Regions from separate parts of the Sus scrofa genome. Here all the other regions are linked to region 1. A link is a contact called in public HiChIP or PLAC-seq data. All regions are on one chromosome and are shown on one strand. Each heading gives the region's core, a stretch centred on a gene start, on an enhancer-like site or on the middle of the called end of the contact. The rest is flanking DNA. Distances are from core to core; before and after follow the strand shown. Region 1 holds the start of ZFP36L1 (mRNA decay activator protein ZFP36L1). Region 2 has its middle 120 kb from the start of ZFP36L1. Region 3 has its middle 98 kb from the start of ZFP36L1.

What was found. HiChIP or PLAC-seq counts read pairs in DNA pulled down with a chosen protein or histone mark.
Region 2: an H3K27ac HiChIP or PLAC-seq map of skeletal muscle shows a contact between it and region 1. The contact joins the enhancer-like site here to the promoter of ZFP36L1 in region 1. A contact is called at or near these places in 1 of 5 promoter capture datasets (fetal skeletal muscle), 12 of 47 Hi-C or Micro-C datasets (alveolar macrophages, embryonic fibroblasts, fetal heart ventricle and 9 more) and 2 of 2 datasets of contacts at active chromatin or transcription factors (alveolar macrophages and skeletal muscle).
Region 3: a contact with region 1 is called in an H3K27ac HiChIP or PLAC-seq map of skeletal muscle. The contact joins the enhancer-like site here to the promoter of ZFP36L1 in region 1. A contact is called at or near these places in 1 of 5 promoter capture datasets (fetal skeletal muscle), 11 of 47 Hi-C or Micro-C datasets (alveolar macrophages, embryonic fibroblasts, fetal heart ventricle and 5 more) and 2 of 2 datasets of contacts at active chromatin or transcription factors (alveolar macrophages and skeletal muscle).

The regions. Positions count from the first base shown.
Region 1 is chr7:92,494,424-92,497,436 of Sscrofa11.1, reverse strand. It overlaps ZFP36L1 (mRNA decay activator protein ZFP36L1), which reads left to right and starts at 1,573. Exons shown (of 2, transcript XM_013989124.2): 1 at 1,573-2,066. The coding sequence starts at 2,010.
Region 2 is chr7:92,377,274-92,380,286 of Sscrofa11.1, reverse strand. No RefSeq gene overlaps it. Among named protein-coding and RNA genes, the nearest start is that of ZFP36L1, 120 kb to the left of the region's middle. Within about 2 kb of position 1,411, at least 44 of the 83 cell types and tissues checked have an H3K27ac peak or open chromatin away from gene starts, as enhancers often do. A contact at or near this core is called in alveolar macrophages, embryonic fibroblasts, fetal skeletal muscle and 6 more, where this site is marked.
Region 3 is chr7:92,396,291-92,399,303 of Sscrofa11.1, reverse strand. No RefSeq gene overlaps it. Among named protein-coding and RNA genes, the nearest start is that of ZFP36L1, 98 kb to the left of the region's middle. Within about 2 kb of position 1,398, at least 45 of the 83 cell types and tissues checked have an H3K27ac peak or open chromatin away from gene starts, as enhancers often do. A contact at or near this core is called in alveolar macrophages, embryonic fibroblasts, fetal liver and 5 more, where this site is marked.

The DNA.
Region 1 (3,013 bases), core at 324-2,823:
GCGGACTGAGGATCACGTAGGTTTGTGGCTGCAGCAAAAGTTTTGTGTTTCGCAAAGATGAAAAACGACAGGTTTCTAAAACAGTTGTGATTTGGAAGGTTTCCGGGTTTGCTCAGAGGCTGACGAATAAATAAGAAATGCAGTAAAAATGTGTGTGTGTGTGTGTGTGTGTGTGTTGGTGGTGGTGTGAGAGTGCGACTCAGGCGCTCTACTCCGCCCGCCCCGTCCTTTCCAAAGAAACGTGCTCATAATGGGGTGACCTAATTACATCGCAATGGAACCCGCTCTTAGCCACTCAGCGCACAGGGTTTCATAACAGACCCGGCCGCCTCGAGTGCTGGGAAGAAACGTGCGAGGGCCAAGGAGGCGTCCGGGCACGCGGGGAAATAGGAAAGAAATGCGGCCCCAAGATTTCCATCACGGTCTTCTCGCCAGCAACCCGTGGGCAGTGGGGCACACGTTGACAACTTTTTATTTGGGTGGGTGAAGGGGCATCTGAACTTAACAGTAAATAAATATATACTTCCCAGTTTTCAAAAGCATAATAATCAATTGGGGCATTTCGGTTTCGAGGATCCCATATCCCCCCTCCTCCCATCCCGCCAAAACAGCTCACTGTGACAAGCCATATGTTCCGTTCCCCTGGGGGCGGGGGAGAAGCAACAATAAGTTAAAAGTGTCGCCTTCCTCCATCTCTTTACCTTTATTTTACCAAAGCAACTTTTTTTTCCTTGTTCAGTGGTTTAGGTGTATGTGTGTGTGTGTGTGCGTGTGTGTGTGTGTGCGCGCGCATGTGTGTTGGTAGGGGTAGTTTCGGCGCGGCCCGTGGTTCAGAGTGCGCGGGGAAAGTTGTGCCTTGCTGGGTGGGTTTTTTTTTTCCCTCCGAGGAGGAGAAGAGGCGCTCATGAGGATTCGGGTTTTCTTTACAAAAACGTTTAAAGATCGATGTGTGAAATAAATACACTCCCAAGCCTGTTAAAACAATCCGCCAGGGCCGTGGTCTTTTCGCTAACAACCCGCCCCCCCCACCCCTCCAGTCCACTCTCGGAGGGTGTCCGCTGCAAAGCGATCGCGGGTGTAGACGCGTGCGGCGGGCTAAATCGCTCTGTGCTCGTCCCCGCCAGGCCAGGGCCTCCTGGGGGGAAAAAAGTCTCCTAATCCTCCTCTCTCAACCCCCATCCCCGCCCCTGAAAAAAAACAAAACCCTAAACTTGAACGCTTTGTGAGCTTCTTATTTTCAATCTCCTCTCCCCGTGGGGTTTGCGGAGGGGAGCCGAGTGCGAAAGAAAACTCGGGGAAAGAGTAAGTTATGCGGGTACTTGGAGAAGTTTCAAGGGAGATCTGCTCAAGATGGAAACCGCAGCCCGGGCGCTAAGGACGGGCTTCTGCTCCAGCTTGCAAAAAGAGAAAGTCGAGCCCGCCTTCCTGCCCGACAAAAAAACAACAACACAACAACAAGAACCCCGAAGAGGGTGGAATGAGTGATGTCACAGAGCCGCGCTCGCAGGCTGACAAAGGGGGGGGCTCCCCTCCTCCCCCCGCGCGGCGCACCGCCCCAGAGAGGGGCGCCTGCAGCGAGGGGTAGCCAAGCGAGCGGAGTCGAAACTTTTCCTCTTTAAGAAAAAAAGTTGTGCGCAGCTCGCAGTGGGTTTTTTTTTTTTTCTTCTTTGCCTTCTTTCCTCGTCTCCCCTCCCCCTTCTTCCTTTTGAAAGTTTCTTTCTTTTTTTTTTTCCCCCGAGTTTGACCGCATGGCTGATTCAACTTCAGTGTCAATCAACTTTTTTTCCTCCTCTTCCTCATTTAAATAAGTTTAAAGCTCCTCCCTCTTCTCCGGCCCACCAAATCTGAAACTTATATAAATTGGGCTTCGCGCGCCGCAGCCGGGGAGAGTCAGAAAGGCGAGGGGCGCCGGGAGCAGGCGTGTGGGACTCCAGACCGGAGAGCCTTCCCCGCACCGGGACCTTCACAACAAACCAGATCCTCGTCCCTGCCCCGTGCGAGCGCCCAGGATGACTACCACCCTTGTGTCTGCCACCATCTTCGACTTGAGCGAAGTTTTATGCAAGGTAAAGTGGGGCGGAGCATTTACTTTTCTAAGCCTTTTTCTTTTTTCTCTTGTCTGCCAAAAGAACCCCCCAAAGTTTAGGTCTGGGAAGACTGGGAAAAAGCGAGGAGAGGCGAGGTAGTTGTTTTTTCCGCCCCATTTCGCCCCCCAGTTTGAAGGAATTTGGCGCTTTCCTTCCCATCCTTTGAATTTCAGCAGCTCCTGGCGGGGATTACATGGGAATCTGGAGTCCAGAGTTTTGAGGGGCGAAGTTTACGTGGGGCTGCCCGGGGGACGCGGGGCATTGACCGGGGCAGTTTTTTTTTTTTTTCTTTTTTTCGGTGATTCATTCGTCCATAACGTGCTGCTTTTGAGCCCGGTTTCGGTAGTGGGCTCGGTTTCCCTGTGAGCGCTCAGGGTGTCGCCGCTGCCGGGCGACACCGCTGCCGGGAGGGGGTTCGAGTCTCTCCAGCCACATTGCCGGACTGCGGCTCGGGAAGTGGGGGTCCGGTGGAGAGGTAAATCTCAGGACAGTGTTTTGCTGGGATGTGTCCCCTTCTGTTCTGGAGAGGCTGGGGATCTGCGAGAAAAAGGCCAAGAGTTGTGATTCAAAGGATGTTGCAAAACGAGTTTGCAGTGGGACTTCAGCTCGCCACAGTTCGGCCAGGCTTCCTCCTGTGATAGCCGATCTCCTGCAGACTTTGGGCGAACGTGGGACTCGCTCACCTTTTTTTTCCCAAGGGACCGCGACTCGTAGATGTAGAGGGAATTGGGCGGGGGGGTACCGACAACGAAACTCCTGTTTGAGTTCAAGGGTCTCCGCGAGGAAGGATATAATAGGGGCCTCCTTAAGCCGTGTAGCTTGCCAGCCGGTGTGGAAAAAGGCAAGTTTTAAATCCCGAGTGTTCCAGGAGTGCGGCTTAAGTGTACACAACAAAAGCCCATGACTTAAATTTTTTTCGCCTCCTC
Region 2 (3,013 bases), core at 162-2,661, 120 kb after region 1:
TTGAATCGGAGCTGTAGCCACCGGCCTACGCCAGAGCCACAGCAACGCGGGATCCGAGCCGCGTCTGTAACCTACACCACAGCTCACAGCAACGCCGGATCGTTACCCCACTGAGCAAGGGCAGGGATCGAACCCGCAACCTCATGGTTCCTAGTCGGATTCGTTAACCACTGCGCCACGACGGGAACTCCCCATTCCTCCCTTTTGGCCTCTATTCTCTTTCTTAAGGAGAAGACCTCCTGCTTTTTTTTTTTTTTTTTATCACCTGGGTTCAGACAACCCCTTTCCCCGTGGACAGTTCTGACTAGACCAGAATGTGAGCAGGTGGAAAGCTGCGACTTTCCAAGAGTCTCTCTGTTTGGACTGACCGCTCTGCGCATCCTGATCCTGAGAGCCAAGGGAATGAGGGTGCGGCAGAGAGGCAGCCACTGCACCAGGCTTCAGAACAGCTTCGTTGGCTGTGCCTCAGTTTCCCCACCAGGAGCCTGGCATGGAGGGGTTTTGCAAAGCCAATTCGGGGAAATTCCTGAGACTGGAGGCAGCTCTGGTCCTTTCCAGATCCTCTTCTTCAGACTTCCCCAGAGTCAGATGTCCAGCCACACAAATTCTTCTTGTCCATTCTGTGGCCCAAACAGCCTAGGGCACGTTGGAGGCTGGAGACAATGGTGGTTTCGCTGAGGCCATCAGAAAAAGCGTGCTCGGCCACAGGCTGGGCCCATGCGATGCTCATGAAACTGGAGGGGGCTGCCCAGCTTCCCTGTGGGACAGAGCTCGCTCACTGGGTCCAGCAAAGGCCTCGTTCAATTGGCCTGTCTTCTTTCCTCTCTGCTGGGGGCTGTCCTTCTCCTTCTTTCTCCGACGGCCCTCTTCTTTCTAAGCTCTCAGCACCATGGAACTGCACGGCCTCTGAGACCTGGAGCATCTCAAAGAGCCAGCTTTTTTCCAGCCAGCTCCATCGCTGTGAAGAGTCTGAGGGCTTTTTCTTTTAAAGATAAGTTGGGGAAAGGGTTAGAAGTGCTGAGAAGTCACGTCTGTTTCTTCTTTCTTTTCCTTTCCCCCTCTGGGGCTGAGAGACTAGATTTTTTTCCTTTTTACAGTACATTTTGGCAGGCCCCATTTTTTTTCTGACAGAAAAAAAAAATAACAGGCATATTTTGGGCGATTACTCAACTGGGGTCCTTTGTGACAGGATATGCAGCTGCGTGACTAATGGAGCTGGCTTTCTCCTGGCTTCCTTCCCCTTTCAGAGCTCTTGTTTACTGCCCTATACAAAAAAAAAAAAAAAAAAAAAAAAAAAAAAAGCCATAAGTTACAGATTTTTATAAAAAAAAATGCCTCGTGAGATACTCAAAGGCAATAAATCCTCTGGATATTCCATTTCCAGGGCTGCAAACTCCCCGCCCTCTCCCACTTTTTCTTTTCAAATGTTCAAGCTCTTGACTCACAACATGTGAATCTTCTCCCACCCCACAGGCCCGCTTTCTTGTGAACATATGTCCAGCAGATCATCTATGTGAGTGTGTCTGAGTGTGTGTGTGTGTGTGTGTGTGTGTGTGAGAGAGAGAGAGAGAGAGAGAGAGAGAGAGAGAGTGGGGGGTGGGGGAGGGGTGCACGATGAAAACCATATTTTTGCTGCTTAACTCAGCAATTGCTAAAGGAAGGAATAATGACTTCCAGGGGCCTCGGGACATTTTTTTTTTTTTTTCTTCTTTTCCAAGGCTTTTGTGTTTCCATAATCTATGACAATTTTGTGGTGTAAGCAAAAGTTATTAGGAAACATGGAACTAACTACACGGGGTAGGGTATGTTCTTTGCAGGGACGGATGGTCTCTTTACAGAGGAAATCCAAATTTGGCTGGCTTTGGAATTCAGAATTCTTGGGCTTCCCATAGAACTTTTGGGAGAAACTCTCTAGCTTGCAGTGTTTGACCACTGGAACTGGCCTTTGGTTTTTCTAGAGATCAATCAGTTTGTTATTTGAGGAGGTGTCTGGCCTAGGGATGGGAAAAGCTGACTGACTCGTTAGGATTGATGGAGACAGGTGGGTGCAGATGAGATGCAAAGTTGGTGGCCGAGCGATGGGTGGAGTCTTGTGTGATCTGGAGGAAGTCACTTAATATATGCAAGTCTCAGTGGCTCCTACGTTAAAATTAGGATAGGGAGTTTCCGTCATGGCGCAGCAGAAACAAATCTGACTAGTAGCCATGAGGATGCAGGTTCGATCCCTGGCCTCAGCAGAAACAAATCTGACTAGTAGCCATGAGGATGCAGGTTCGATCCCTGGCCTCGCTCAGTGGGTTAAGGATCTGGCGTTGCCGTGAGCTGTGGTGTAGGTCGCAGACAAAACTCAGATCCCATGTGGCTGTGGCTGTGGTGTAGGTTGGCAGCTGCAACTTCCATTTGATCCCTAGCCTGGGAATTTCCATATGCTGAGGGTGTGGCCCTAAAAAACCAAAGAAAAAAACCAACAACAAAAAAATCAGGGTAGAGTTTCCTCTCCTCCAGGTTGCTGGCAAGGGAAGGGAGGTGGTAGAAGTTCAAGGCACGGGGGAAACTGGACAGAAAGATGCAGGGCTTAGTCCTAATGCTTCTTCCTCTGGGGCCGGCTCAAGCTCTCAACAGAGGAGAGAGCCTTGTTCCCTGGGAACTCTGGTGCCATGTGATGAAGGGGAGAGTGGTTCTTGACACAGTGGCCCAGGACAGAGTATTTCAGGGCTGTGTTCCAGGATGGTGCCATCTTCAGGTTGGCCCACTCCTTAGCTATCTTCCACGCGGGGCTCAGAAGCAGAACTGATCACGTTCCTTTTCTACTTAAGACATGAGCTCATCAAACCTAATCAGCAGGCACCACTCACCCCATCTTGCCCGCTTTGTTTTTTGTACCTGACTCATCCTTTGCCCGGACTCTGCCCATGAAGAGTGAACCCAGACACAGGTCCCTGTAGCCCCTGGCACAGCCTTTTCCCTGAATGTTGTTTGGAGGCTCGTCTCTTCCTTTATCTTCTCTGTTCTT
Region 3 (3,013 bases), core at 149-2,648, 98 kb after region 1:
GGTGGGGATGAGGTGTGGAGGCAGACCCAGGAGCAGGTAGGGAGATGGGGGATGGACCTGTGGAGGACCAGGGGACCCCTTTCTATGGCTCATGGCCTTTTTCCAGAGCAGTGGTTCTCCCTGGAGGCAGGGAGGTGATCCCCAGCCCCAGGGGCATTTGGCAATGTCTGGAGATATTTTTGGTTGTCACGACTGGCGAGGGCGGAAGGGATGCTACTGGCATTTTTTGGGCAGAAGTTGGAGATGCTGCTAAACATCTTACAATGCACAAGACAACCCCTAGAACCAAGGATTCTCCTAGCTGAAGTGTCAACAGTGCCGAAGTTGAGAAAGACGAGAGATGAGGCTAAGGCAGCTGGTGCGGGGAGCCTCACGTTTGAGAGGTGGCCTCCAGGGGCTTCCATGGGTCCAGTGATGACTGAGTCTCAGGGCACCTCTGCAGCCTTCCCTGCTCTTTCGGGCCTTGGCATGGAGCCACGATTCTCTCTGCAGGACTGGTCCTGCTCCTCCCTGTCCACCCTATCCCTGCTGCCGTATTTGGGGCTGAGGGGCAATTTCAACAGCCCATGGGTATGAGATGTTCAAGAAGCCTCTTCTCTTATTTCGCTCCATGTCAGCCCATAGTTTTAGAAGGGCAAGGAAGTGAGGGCTTTCTTACCATTTTTCAAAAAAACACGACACATAGAGGAATTTTAAAGAAATTTCTCTATAATAATAGGAGTCAACACCATCAATTGCTTCTTTTGTACTAGGAACTTTCACATACGTGATATGGTATCATGATCACATGGACCTTGGCCACAGGTAATATTATTACTCCTTGAAAAAAAAACAACCCAAACCCAGCTGAAGTCCAGACAGGTTCCTTAATTCGCCCAAGTGAGAGACCTAGAAAGAGGTGGTGCTGAGACTGGGACCACATTTTTGCCTGCAAATCTGTAATTAGAGCACCATTGAAGATTTCGCCTGTAGGAACCTTGCAGGTGAAAAGGACCACGAGGGTTCTTGTGTCTGTCTGGCCCTGGTGGGGAAGCTGGGAGAGGAGCTGTGGACAGGTGACCACAGGAAAGGGGGCCGCCAGGAAGAGGAGGCTACTAGAGGCCACGGCTGATTCTTGTGAGGGGATGACTCAGCCTGGGCCAGGGAGGGTCCTTTTTGTCCTCCCAGGCCCATATCTGCACCCCGGGGAAGCCCAGCCATGCCATCTAACCCTGGGGTTGATAAAACTGCCCAAAAGGAAGGACTAGGCTGCCCTTTGCTGCCCAGAGAGCAGCCATCCAGCCTCGTCTCTCCAGGCATCCAGGCGTCCATCTGTCTGTCTGGGGAGCTCTGGCTGGGCTGCTGGCTGCTGCAGGGGAGCTTGGAGGCTGCAGGAGGCCGGCAGTAAACAGGAAATGGTTAAGTAAGAGCAGGTGGAGCATGCCGGGTGCTGGAGCAGGGCAGGAAATAGCTGAGCGGCTGAATGGACTCAAAAGAATGCCCTGCCCTCCTCCCCGGGGCTCTGGCAAAAGCACTGTCCACCCACTCCTCCCTGGCGGTGCTGTGAGGCGCCCAGCCTGGAAGCAGCCTGACCCCAGGGCCCTTCTCAGCTCTGCAGGGGGTGGTGCTGGGGTGGGGGAGGGGGTGAGGGACCCAGGAACCAGGAAGTCCAGCCAGGACCAATGAGGCAAGAAGGAGGGAGTTGCTCCCCTGCGGGTGGGAGGGTGGGGCCGCCCATCAGGCCCAAGTTTAGTGGCCCAGGTGTGAGGGGCTGCGGGAGGCGGGCAGGTGCCCCAAGAACCAGCAGCTGTCTTCTTCTTCCAGGGCCCTTTGCACTGACTGCAACTCCCAGAATGTTCTGTCTCGGCCTGGGTGGAGCACACAGCCAGGTGTGCAGCCTGAGATCCGGAGAGGAAGGCCAGACACAATGGGGTTCCCTCCCTCCAGACCTCAAAGTTGCTCATTTTCAGATAGGTTTCTGTGCTCTGCCCTGGAATAAAGTGAGTGGTGCTCTCTTGGCCCCCCGGCTCCCCTTCAGAGTGATCTAATCTTGCAGGCAAACAGGACTCTGCTTCCTGGGGTCCCCTTGCCAGTGAGCTTCTCCCCCACAACAGATGGTCTAGGTTCTCTGGCCTTGAAGCTGACCCATCGCTGTCCGAGGACTCCAGGGCATCCAGGTCTGAACTCCCACCCAGGCCTCATTGGGCAGAGATGCCCACAATGCTGGGCACCTAGTGGCACACAGGGATGCTGAGGCCGGAGTAGTCTGTCCCCATTGCTGGCTTGTTGCCCAGCACATGGCTCCTGGGAGCATCAGAGCAGCAGCGGGAAGCTGATGGCTTTGATGCCTGCCTGAGGAGGGAGGGGGACCAGTGGGGAAGAAGCTGTGCTCTTGACAGCAGTGGACATCAAGGGTGTCGCAATCCCCAAAGAATGATAGCAACCCCACTTTATTGGTATCTGTCCCATTTGTTCATAGTAAGTATATATTTAAGTATATACCTATATTTATTTATACACACTATTGACTTTAAAACCCTACAGCAACCCAAAGAAGAAGCACTTTGTTCCCATTTTACAGATGAGGAAACTGAGACACAGAGAAGTGAAGTAACTTGCCCTAGTAGTAAAGCAGCTGGAGCTTCGGGAACTCTGATTTCAAACCTGGGCAGATGGGTCCAGTCCCTACTCCAGCCACTGTGGTGAACTGCTTACGTGGGAACCTTTTGAGGAGGCCATCCTGGTTCCCCTGGAGTTTGCTAATGAGATCCCTATTCTTTAAGAGAAATTCCTTTCCTCTCAGGAGCCAGAATTTCTGATCACCCTTTCTTACTGGCTGAGGCTCCCAAGGCCTCAGACAAGAGGACCAGGACAGAGGAGGAGAAAGTGGTGGAGAGCTGATTTCCTCTCCAGGCTGAGCTTGGCATCTTCCCACTGCCGCTGACATGGGGCCCCAAGGAAAGTGCCGTGGATTCTGTTCATTCAAGAACCAGGTGTTGGCACCAGCGCTGTGCCAGGGGCTGGGCTGGGCACC